2 separate regions of the Mus musculus genome follow, and region 1 is linked to region 2. The links are chromatin contacts, called in public Hi-C maps. All regions are on one chromosome and are shown on one strand. Each heading gives the region's core, a stretch centred on a gene start, on an enhancer-like site or on the middle of the called end of the contact. The rest is flanking DNA. Distances are from core to core; before and after follow the strand shown.

The links. Hi-C and Micro-C count contacts between places; a contact is called where the count stands out from the background.
Region 1: a contact with region 2 is called in a Hi-C map of myeloid progenitors, with 6 times the contacts expected there. The contact joins the promoter of 4930449C09Rik here to the enhancer-like site in region 2. A contact is called at or near these places in 1 of 15 datasets of contacts at CTCF or cohesin (CD8 T cells) and 3 of 484 Hi-C or Micro-C datasets (cardiomyocytes, granulocyte-monocyte progenitors and myeloid progenitors).

The regions. Positions count from the first base shown.
Region 1 is chr15:63,715,932-63,721,240 of GRCm38.p6, forward strand. It overlaps 4930449C09Rik (RIKEN cDNA 4930449C09 gene), which reads left to right and starts at 2,417. Exons shown (of 4, transcript NR_166778.1): 1 at 2,417-2,529.
Region 2 is chr15:63,496,057-63,502,143 of GRCm38.p6, forward strand. No RefSeq gene overlaps it. Among named protein-coding and RNA genes, the nearest start is that of Gm25702, 18 kb to the left of the region's middle. Within about 2 kb of position 1,340, at least 15 of the 459 cell types and tissues checked have an H3K27ac peak or open chromatin away from gene starts, as enhancers often do. A contact at or near this core is called in granulocyte-monocyte progenitors and myeloid progenitors, where this site is marked.

The DNA of each region.
Region 1 (5,309 bases), core at 1,167-3,666, 220 kb after region 2:
ATAACCAAGCAAGGAGATGCTCTGGAGTGAGAAGAATTAGAGACGGAAAGATATGAGAACCACATAATATACTACAGTCATTTATGTGCTTCTCCCCAAGCCGCGCCATGTAGGAGAGGTTGACAGTGGTTCTTTAGAAGTCGGCTTAACTGTGTTAGAAGTTGTTACAAAGCAATTCTGCTTGGAATTCTAAGGACCCTGTCATTTAATTAGCATGCACTATGCCCCATTCATTGATTCATTCGGGACTGCAAAAATCTTCCCAACAATACTATGTCCCAGTTTTCCAGCTGCTCAATATAGGTGGCAACCTGAAGACACATGATGCCACACCCCTTGTCAAGTGTGAAGCCAGGCGAGACAAAAACGTGTCAGCTGCTACCAAACTCAATTGTTTAAAATGATGTATTTGTATTTGTGTGTGTGACTGTGTGTGTGTATGTATGTATGTATGTATGCATGCATGTATGTATGTACAAGTACCTACAAAGGCCAAAAGAGGTTGTTGGATCTCCTGGAAATGGAGTTGGTGGCAGGAGTGAGATGCCCCATGTGGACGCTAGAAACTGAACTTGGGACTTATTGAAGAGCAGACAGCACTCTTAACCACTGAGCCCAAAAAACTCAGTTTCTAAATCTGCAAAAACACAAGTCAAGAAGCCAACATTAACAATCGACAGGTAGCCAGGCCAGCAGACTCCAAACCTCTCATACTAAGCCAGGGTCCCCCCCAGTCCTGGAACTCATCCATCTTTCCTAAAGGAAGCAGGGAACACAGGGAGTCACCCCACAGAGACAGTGGCTACAACATGCCATCCCTTTCAGGGTTAGAACCTGTGTTAATTAACACCTTGCACATAAATTAAGCTAAATGTTGGATAGCCAACATATCCTGCTCTCAGAGGAAGAAGCCAAGGCTCTAGGGAAGTAAAAGAATTTCCCTGGGGCATAGCTAGACACGAAGTCAGGGCCTCCAGATCTATGTGTAGTCATCTGTGGTCTTTGTGCCTGAGGGAAGCATCGAACATGTAAGAAGCCTGCTTCAAGACCAAAACCAACTAAGGAGAAAGGAGTCAACTGAGGGAGCTGGGAAACAGCTGGGTGAAGACTCTGAGCTGTAAAAGGGAGTACACATTTGAGGACGGGAAGAGAGAGAAACATGTCATGTCCGACTGGAGCTCAGAGGGGGCTCCAACATGTTGTCACCTCAGGAAGGGCCAAAGAGATGTGGAACTCCAGTCTTTGGTGGGGGAGGGGGGCATGGTCCTGAAAAAATCTTACCAAAGTGTATTAGAATCCTTGAAATGTACATTTTTGAGCAGTCAGCATAGAGTAGTACTGCTTTATCTGTGAGAGGTATTCTAAGCGATACTTTTGGGGGGGTGGATATTTTCTTTACTTACATCTCAAATGTTTTCCGCTTTCCAGGTCTCCTCTTCGGAAATCTCCTATCCCATCCCCCTAGCCCCTGCCTCTATGAGGACGCTCCCCCACCCACCCACTCCTGTCCTCCCGCCCTGGCATTTCCCTACACTGGGCCACCTAACACCCTCAGACCCAAGGGCCTCTCCTCCCACTGATGTCCAACAAGGCCATCCTCTGCCACATAGGTGGCCAGCGCCATGGGTGGCTCCATGTGTACTCTTTGGTTGGTGGTCCAGTCCCCGGGAGCTCCGGGGTGGGAGGGGGGTTGGCCTTAAACCCAAGAAAGTTCCAGACAAAACAGGCTAAGGCAGTCCTTCTGGTTAGCTTTCCATCTGTGTCAGCCTCTAAGCTACCTGAGCCTGAGGCAAACATCCTTCCTTCTTCAGGTGTCCCTAATAAGGAGGTAAGAGTGTAAGCCAGGCAGGCTTTAGGAAGAAATTTAAATGAAAACACCCACAGCAGACCACCTGGCTCCCAGAAGTCACTCAGGGAGGGGCCGCTATTACTAAGGTGCCATGAAAAAGGAGAAAAATAGGAGTTTTCTCACCACCCCTTCAATATGGTCTTCGGAATTCTCCCCGAAATGACTCTCCTAGGACCCTGGTTTGCAGCCAGCTGTTAGGGATCGCCATAAACAGCATAGCTTTAACAAGCCGAAGCAGCCCTGTGCTGTGCGGCACAGTGAAGCCCCAGCTTCACTGCTTAGAAGTTCCCATAACTCAAGTCTCTCATACTCTAGGCAAGCTTCACCAATGACACACTGTGTGTCTCACGGAGACTTGGCCCGGGAACAGAAGTGAAGCCAACTGAGTTTCTTTACCACTGACTGCCCTTGAAAGTTTTAACCTGTCCTGCTTTGTCCCAGACTGGACCTACAGCTCTCGCCCAAGCATCCCTACCGCGTTCCCCAGGAAGTGAAAGGGGTCCTGGATTGCTAACCTCCCCTCGCGCGCCGGCTCCAACGGCCCCCTCCACCACCACCACCACCACCACCACCACCACCACCACCACCACCCCCACCGTGAGCTCTATAGACACTGCTTTAATTTTCAGAAGTAACTGATGCAAAACTTCACAACTTTATTATAAACAGGAAAAAAAAACGTAAGTCCCACACAACCCCCGCCTCTCTCCCTGTTCTTTCTCTCCTTCTCCCTCCCTCATTTCCTCCCTCTCTCTCCCTTCAAAGTTCTGCATTACTCTATGCACGTTCCTCCCAAGGTTCATGCTCTGTCAGGACCCATTATCTCTTCTTTGTAATAACCTATGTACCATTATCCTGAACTCAGAACAACTCTGGCAAAGCAGAAATAATGCATCATCCACTAACATGGAAAATATCAAGGGTACAGATCGAAACAAAGCATTCTCAAAAGAGGGAGCTCAAACAGCTGAGGAGGACTTAAAGAAATGGTCCACATCCTTAGTCATCCCAAAAATGCAAATCAAAACGGCTTGAAGAATTCATCTTGCACCCATCAGGATGTCTAAGATCAAGGAGACAAATGTCAGCTATGCTGGCAAGGATGTGGGGTAAGGGAAACACTGATCCATCGGTGAAAACTTGTAGAGTCACTATGGAAATCAGCATGGCTGTTCCTCAAGACGATGAGAATCAATTTACTTCAAGACCTAGCTATACCATTATTCTTGGGGATATACCCAAAGGATGCTTCATCCCATCCCAGAGACACTGATCAGCTCTGCTCATTGCTACTCTATTCATAATAACAGAAATTGGAAACAACCTAGATACCTAGAAGAGATAATGGGTCCTGATACACTCCATGAGAGAGAACCCATACTGGACACTGGTTAGGTGACCAAGAACCTGAGATTAGATAGGCCAGGGACCTAAGGTAAAACCAAACATCACTTTTCTAAGAGGAAGGAAGGAAGGGAGGGAGGGAGGGAGGGAGGGAGGGAGGGAGGGAGGGAGGGGAAGAAGGGGAAAGGGAAGAAGGGAAAGGGGAAGGGGAAGGGAAGGGAAGGAGAAAGCAGTAGCAATAAAATGGCTACAACTGACATTCTGCCATACCCATAGATCAGCACGTTGCTCAGTCCACATTGGAGAAGCTTCCTCCTGCACTAGATGGGAACAAATATAAAAACCCAAGCCAGATATTATATGGAGTGAGAGATTCTGGAACACTCAGCTCTAAAGAGGGTATCTCTGTCAAATCCCTCTCCTCAGTGCTCAGGGACTTCTGCAGAAGAGGGGCAGAAAGAATGTAAGAGCCAGAGGGAATGAGAAACACTAAGAAATCAAGACCTTCAACAGGATCACACATATGACCTCAGAGACTGAGGCAGCATGCGCAGGGCCTGCACAGGGCCTAGATGGAGTCCTAGAGCTAAAGCACAAATCCCACATCCTAACAAACACCTCATCCTGACCCAGAAGCAACCTCCAATTGGTAGGCAGTTACAAATGAAAAATAAGTTTTCTCCAAAGGGAAGCAAGCTACTCCTAAGAGTAGGTCGCATGCCCAGCAGTAAATAAACAATGAATTCAGTGGTGTCTTTGAAGGTCCTAGTCTCATAATGCCATGTCAGGGAATTGTTTTTATTTTATCTTATTTTTTCTAATCTTATTTAATTTATAGTTTTCATCACTTTTTAACCCTATAGGTCATAGAAAAATAGATGATGGATAGGTATTTCAGATATATATAAATTGTGTGTGTGTGTGTGTGTGTGTGTGTGTGTGTGTGTGTGTGTGTGTACATTAAACCAGTTTAGTGTTTTATGGGATTTCTGAGTGTGCCAACAAGTGGGTCTTTGCATGTATGTCCCTTGTACCTTTACTTGGGCTATTTTATTTGTTCATTTAGTCCTTCTCTGATTATCTTAATTATCTTTGTTTTATTAGTCCTTTGAAACCTGTTCATTTTGTAATGAGAGACAGAAAGGGGGTGGATCCAAATAGAAGGGGAAGTAAAGAGGAACTGGGAGGAGTAGAGGGGGGAGAAACCATATTCAGGATATATTACATGAGAAAAAAATCTATTTTTAACAGAAGGGAAAGTTTATGATATATTATTTATATATATATTTATTTGAGATAACTCATTTAGTCTTACAAACCTATAAAATACATTGTTACCAGAATTATTTAAATAAATTTACTAAGAACATTTAAAAGGGGGAAAAGCTAGCCTGCTCTTGGTCATGTGGTAAGAAAGGACTCTCTATTCCTAACCTTTTCTTTAAAAAAAAAAAAAAAGGTTAACTTTTTAACCTGCCTAACTGCTAATGAGTATAGTCTTATTTTTGGAGGGATGAAAACCATTCTCAAATTAATTGTGATGTTTGAACATCTCTGTCAAGTACACTAAAAACCACTCAATTGTGTGTTATAAATGAGTGAGTTACAGAAGTTACAAAGTATATTACAATAAATTTTTATTTTTGTTATTTCATAATTTGTTTTCCAGTCCAGGTCTCACTGTGCAGTTCTGGAAGGCCTGAAACTCTTTGTAAATTAGAATGATCTTGAACTCACAGAGAGTCACCTGCCTCTGCCTGCCTCTGCCTCCGGAGTGCTAGAATTTCAATAAATTTTTCAAAAAGAGAAAGAACACAGGAGTCTGCCCTGGAATGTGGGTTTGACTCCTGGCTGTGCAACCTGGCGTACATTAACGTACATTTTCCATGACCCCTCCCCTTCTCTGTGAGTCCAGTGCTTCCTCTGCAAATTGGGTTAAAGCAACATCTCCTACAAACGGGCAGTTGGGAAGAATTATTTTTAAAGTAATTTAGCAGCTCCCAGGATATACAAAGCCATGTGTAAGGATACTGCTCTGTTTCAGCTCTGCATTCCAACGGTTTGGTGTTATGGTTAAGTGCCTGATTCAGAGGAAGTAGAGATGATTTCTCGTGTT
Region 2 (6,087 bases), core at 90-2,589:
GCATTCATTTTCTTTATTTCTTTTCTCTTTTAAATATTTCATTATATATACTTGTTTTACATGGCACTGAGCTACATACAAGGACATTTCCATACAAGTACATAGTGTATGTGGGGCATGTTATTCCCACGCCCCCCACCCTCAAATTTCTCACCCCTTCCCCTTCCTATTAGTTCCCTTTGTTCCTCTAGAGCAGTGGTTCTCAGCCTTCCTAATGCTGCAACACTTTAATACAGTTCCTCATGTTGTGGTGACCCCCAACCATAAAATTATTTGGTTGCTACTTCATAACTATAATTTTGCTACTGTTATGAATCGTAATGTAAATATCTGATATTCAGGATATCTAGTATAAAACCACCAAAGGGGTCATGGCCCACATGTTGAGACCCTTTGTTCTACCATCTAGACAATTGCACTGAAATCATTTCTCCTGACCAGCCTGTCCTGTCTCATACTGTTTACTACATTGTTTCAACGGGGTCATGGCAGGTTTTGTTTTGTTTTGTTTTGTTTTGTTTTTAGAGCCTACTATGGGCTCAGTGCTTAGATAATCTCATTTATCAATCACACAAGAATTTGGGACTAGTTTTGTTTATTTCTCTGCTTATTTTTGAATGGGGTCTTAAAGACAGTAAATGACCCAGCCCAGTGAAGATAGCATTAGAGGATAAAATGAAGATTCTATCTACTTAAGTCATTTGAAGTATATTTAAGACAGCCATTGGGAGTTCATTCCTAATACCATCAACTTGCAAGGAACAATTACTCATATTTAGGCTGGGAATGGTTGTGCACACTGAGAAAAGGTAGGCATATTTGGGTGAGTTTAAACCCAGCTTAGTTAATCTAGTGAGTTTCAAGGCAGCCTGAAACTACATAGTAAGACTCTGTCTCAATAAAATAAAATAAAATAAAATAAAATAAAATAAAATAAAATAAAATAAAATGGAGAGAGAGAAGAAGAAGAAGAAGAAGAAGAAGAAGAAGAAGAAGAAGAAGAAGAAGAAGAAGAAGAAGAAGAAGAAGAAGAAGAAGAAGAAGAAGAAGGGGAGAGAGAGAAAAGAGAAAAAGAAAAAAAGAAAGAAAGAAGAGAGAAAAAGAGAAAAAGAAAGAGAAAAAGGAAAAGAAAAAGAAAAAAAGAAAGAGAAAAATTATTCGTATTTTACCAGCTTGCTGAAAATCCCCTAAGAAGCTGGGGCTGGGTGGGTCAGACAGTACAAGCCACATGGTTTCTCAAAAAAAAAAAAAAAAAAAAAGTGGCATCATGTGAAGCAGGGTAAGACAGAAGATTAAGAAAGGGTAGGGTTGAATTGGGAAATACTTCCTTTCCTCAAATGCTAGGGCACAAAGGGCAGACAGACATATGGCACATAAGCCACACCTTCCTCAACATACATAACGGAATGATTTTTGCAGTAAGCCCAGGTATGACACCAATACCTTTCAAAACAGACCAGTGTGCAATGACAGTCACATTTAACAGCAAGAGAGACTATATTCTCCAAGCCTATACTGAAAGTTGAAGGCAGTGGTGGTGCACGCCTTTAATCCCTGCACTTGGGAGGCAGAAGCAGGCAGATTTCTGAGTTCGAGGCCATCTTGGTCTACAGAGTGAGTTCTAGGACAGCCAGGGCTACACAGAGAAACTGTGTCTCGAAAGAAGAGGAAGGAGGAGGAGGAGGAGGAGGAGGAGAAAAGGGAGGCAGGATCAGGTATGGGTGGAGACAGGAAAGAAACCCAGAGGGCCAGAAGAATGAATGAAAATATGCAGAATAGTAACTTTTGCCGGCCATGGTGGTGCATGCTTTTAATCCCAGCACTCAGAAGGCAGAGGCAGGTGGATTTCTGAGTTCGAGGCTAGTCTGGTCTACAAAGTGAGTTCCAGGACACCCAGGGCTATACAGAGAAACCCTGTCTCAAAAAACAAAAACAAAACAAAAAAAGTTGAATATACAAGGCATTGAAGAGACTCAATGTATTGATCTCTCTCATAGGAAAAAAAATGATAATGAAATAAAGTTACTACCTGATGAGATTCATAAGGATCCAATTTAAGTACTATTTTTCTATGTCTGTACCTCCTTTCTCCTTCCTTTTCCTCTTACCTCTCTCTTTTCTTTCTCTCTTCATATGCATGTGATAGAGACAGACAGGTGGATGATAGATAGATAGATAGATAGATAGATAGATAGATAGATAGATAGATAGATAGATAGATGATAGATGAAGATAAGTAGATAAATGATAGGTTGACTGATAAAAATAACTAGATAGATGATAGAGAGATAGAAAGATAAGGAGAGAGAGAAAGAGAGAGAGATGGAGACAGATATATGAGAGAGAGAGAGAGATCAAAAATATAGGTACTGGCAAAATCATTATCCAGTAATCTTCACAAACAGCAAGAGAGAATGTCTTTTCAGACCTACTGTTTCCATGCTGATGATCTATTCCTGCTAAAAACCAACAGATATTCACAGGTATTAGCAAGTAAGATCTACAAGTAAGATAATTAAGAAATCGTCCATATTTGACTCGACCTCTAGACCCACAGTTCCTGAGAATTATGTGAAGGAAGTATTCTTGCTCAATCATGTTTCTACCATATCATCAATCCCACAAAGAAACAGAGGAACTGAGCCAGCTCATTCTACCCGCATTTGCCTCAATTCTGAACCCAGGGAAGGAGAAGTTGGGCTTTAGCCTCATTTAGTGCTTCTGTGTGAAGCTGGAGGCATGACTACCTGGTCATTTGTTCAACATGCAACAAAAATGAATAGATATGCATGCATCCATTTGTACACTTGGAAATCTAGTAGCTTGTTTAGCAGGCATTTGTTAAGGGCCAGTGGTTTTCCAGGCATTCTTCTAGCAACTCCAGACATAGAGAGTAAGAAAACAGTTCCTACCCTCAGGGAGGTCAGTGGCCAGTTGAGCAGATGATGGTTAAAACACTGATGGATGGGGAAAAAAATGGCTGCAGGACCATGTGGAAGCCTAATGACAAAATTATACAAAGCCATAACAGAGAGGGGAACACCAAGTAAAGGTGTCTCATCTCTTGCCAAAGTTGTTTTGCATGTGGAACACTTTTTTAGACATGCAGACTTTCCAAATTGTTGGACTATTTATCTCCAAATTCTTAAAGCCTTAGGAGAAATGCTATCTCCCCCCACCCCATTCCAAGTTCCAAATGGACTCAAGCTGGACTTCACAACCTTCCCACAGTTACACTAATTCGGTGCTACTCTGCCCAACTGCTTATCTCTGATAAGGACATCATTGGCAGAAGAACAAAATGCAAAGCTCAAAGGAAAAGGGGCAAGATTAGCACTATTGGCCTAGATCACAACTATGTTCGTATAACCAGAAACCTTCAAAATATCCACTAAAGTGTTCTACTGTCAAAATAAGAGGCTCCAGTGAGATTGAAGATTTTCCTACATCCCAAGAGCAACCAGACATAGTATAAGATGCAGTTATCTACAATATAGTAGCAAAAACTCCACAAGAATTGTCAGATAGATTTACATTCTGATACTGCTGATGGTAGCAATGAAGTCAGTGATATTGAATAAACAGGCTCTAGGGCAGGGGAAAGCACTTTGCCCCTTAGAACTCTAAGCATGTCAAACAGATATGTAAATGAAGTGTTGTCTTAAATAAATTACGTTTTTTAAAAGTAGTTGTTACATCTGGGAGTATACAGAGATAGTTCAAAATGCAAAGAAGCCATTTAAGCCTTCAATGGGAAATAAATATAACTCCTTTTCAGGGCCAGGACTTGTGGAATACAAATGATGGCATGTCATGTGACAATAAAGACCCCAGTGTGTGCAAAGAAATATAGGCATATTGAATACAGCATGGTCTATGGTGACAAGAAACAAACAAAAGAAAATTTTCTTTTCCCTCTCCAACAGTAAGGCAGTGGTTAAATGAATTGTAATGCATAAATGCAATGGTGTCCTCTGTGATCATGTAACACATCGTTGATCTTTGTCTTAATATAAAAGAAAGCATTAATAAGTGTAATGTTTTATCTTATTTACTTATTTATACATGTGACAGTTTGAGTTTCTGAGCAATACACACAACGATAATAGAAATACTCATCAATCATCCACATATCTATCTATCATCTCTCTCCCTTCTATTTCTCTCTTTGTTCTCTCTGCTGCATCCTCAACTGAACAATGCCTGGGATGCAGTCAGTACAGAGTAAGTGTATCTTCAGTGAATGAATCAATTTAGAGTGCTACCTTCCTGTGTCCAGTGTGTAGTAAATTCTTAATGTTACACGTGACTATATGGCGATGGCAAGAGAAAGAGGAAAAGCCTTCCAAGGAGAAGAGATAGATCGTGCAGCCTGTGCTGTCACAATCTGCCACAAAAGCAAAGAATCACTGCTTTCCAAACCTACTGCTGAAATGCTTCAGGGTCCCAGTTGAACTTCCCCACTCTAATGCTCTTTCCTAGAATATGGCTCTATTAAAAGATTTAGCGACTCAGCAGCACAGAGGATACTCAATTTCCTCCCTGGGTCCTATTCTTGAAAGGTCAGGCCCCACTGACTTCCCATTTCCCATCCATTGTCACAGTTCATTGTTCTTCCCCCATCACAAGGAGTAAGCAGCACAATTACATCACTGGTCTCCTACCCCTTCAACCAGCTTTTCAACAGAGAAAGATCAGCCTCTCTTCTCATGTGTGACTCTGTGCCTGGTGCACAGAAATTGCTCTGGATTTTCTGTAGAATGTCTGTTTCTTTGTTTATAGATAAATGGTAGGTTTATCTAAAGCTACAGATTCCTCACAACATCCTTGTAAAATGGAAAGTAAAGATAGTGAGCCGGACTTGTGCCTGCCTGCAGCCCTGGAGGACAAAGAGCTTAGAGCAAGACAGACCAGGACTTGAATCCCAGCCATTCTAACTCCAAAGTACAGTCTTTAAACTTGAGCCCGACTTTATTCTAGGCTTTCAGTCTCAGCGCCGTTCTTCTCCTATCATTGATGGTAGCATTGCAGATCTCTGTCCTGGAGACAGCAGGGAGGGAATGTAAGACTTGGTGGACATGAGTTTTCACATGTGACAAGGGACCATCTCAACTGCCTTATTAGAATAGACTTCCGCAGACTTATCCCTGGGAACCTATGTAAAAGAGAAACATCTAGGTAAACCTTGTGTGTTCAAACCACAATGTGATAAGAAAAGTCCCTTTATTCCCCTTCTGAGGTAGAATAGCAAGGCTGATTAATGAAGTAGCAGAAGCAAGAGTGAAACATGACCCAGGGAAGAAACTGACTGACCACAGTGAGGTCCTCAGTGCTTTGAAACTTCAGCTAGCCTCTGGAAATCAAAACTTAGTGCATTAATGTTGTTTCCTTCTAGTTGTGATCTCCTGTAAGTTTTAAATTATCTTAGACTTTCTAAGTCTAAACTATATTCTGTGTGTGGGTGGGGGGGGGGTTAAGTTATCACAACTAACAACATCTCCATGGGTTCATATATTAAAAAGCAGCTTAGAGTCAATCAAGTAAACCCATAAAGCCTTGGTAGCTAAATAAATATAAATTTCAAATCCATGAAATGTTTGTATAAGTTCTCACCCAAACATCCAGAGACTAAGCCACCAATCAAAGAGCGTACATAGGCTGGTCTACGATCCATAGTACATATATAGCAGAGGACTGCCTTGTCTGGCCTCAGTGGGAGAGGATGTAACTAACCATGTAGAGAATTGATGTTCCAAGGAAAGGGGATGAGGGAAGCCAGGTGAGGGGTGAAGTAGGCAACACCCTCTCAGAGGCAAAGGGGAGGGGTGCTGGGGTGAAGAACTCTTGGAGGGGGATGTGGGAAGGGGGGCAACATTTGGTATGTAAATAAAACAATGAAAATAAAAAATAAAAGACAATGAAAAGTACACTCTCCCTTTTGTCAGAGGGATACAAGTTAAAATTAAAGTAACATTGCTTTGTCCAGTTAGATTAGTTTAAAAGCAGTGTAAAAGCCACACTACTTTTCAGAGCATAGAATTCATAAAATGGCATTTCCTGGGCGCTATGTCTTAAGAGCTACCATAA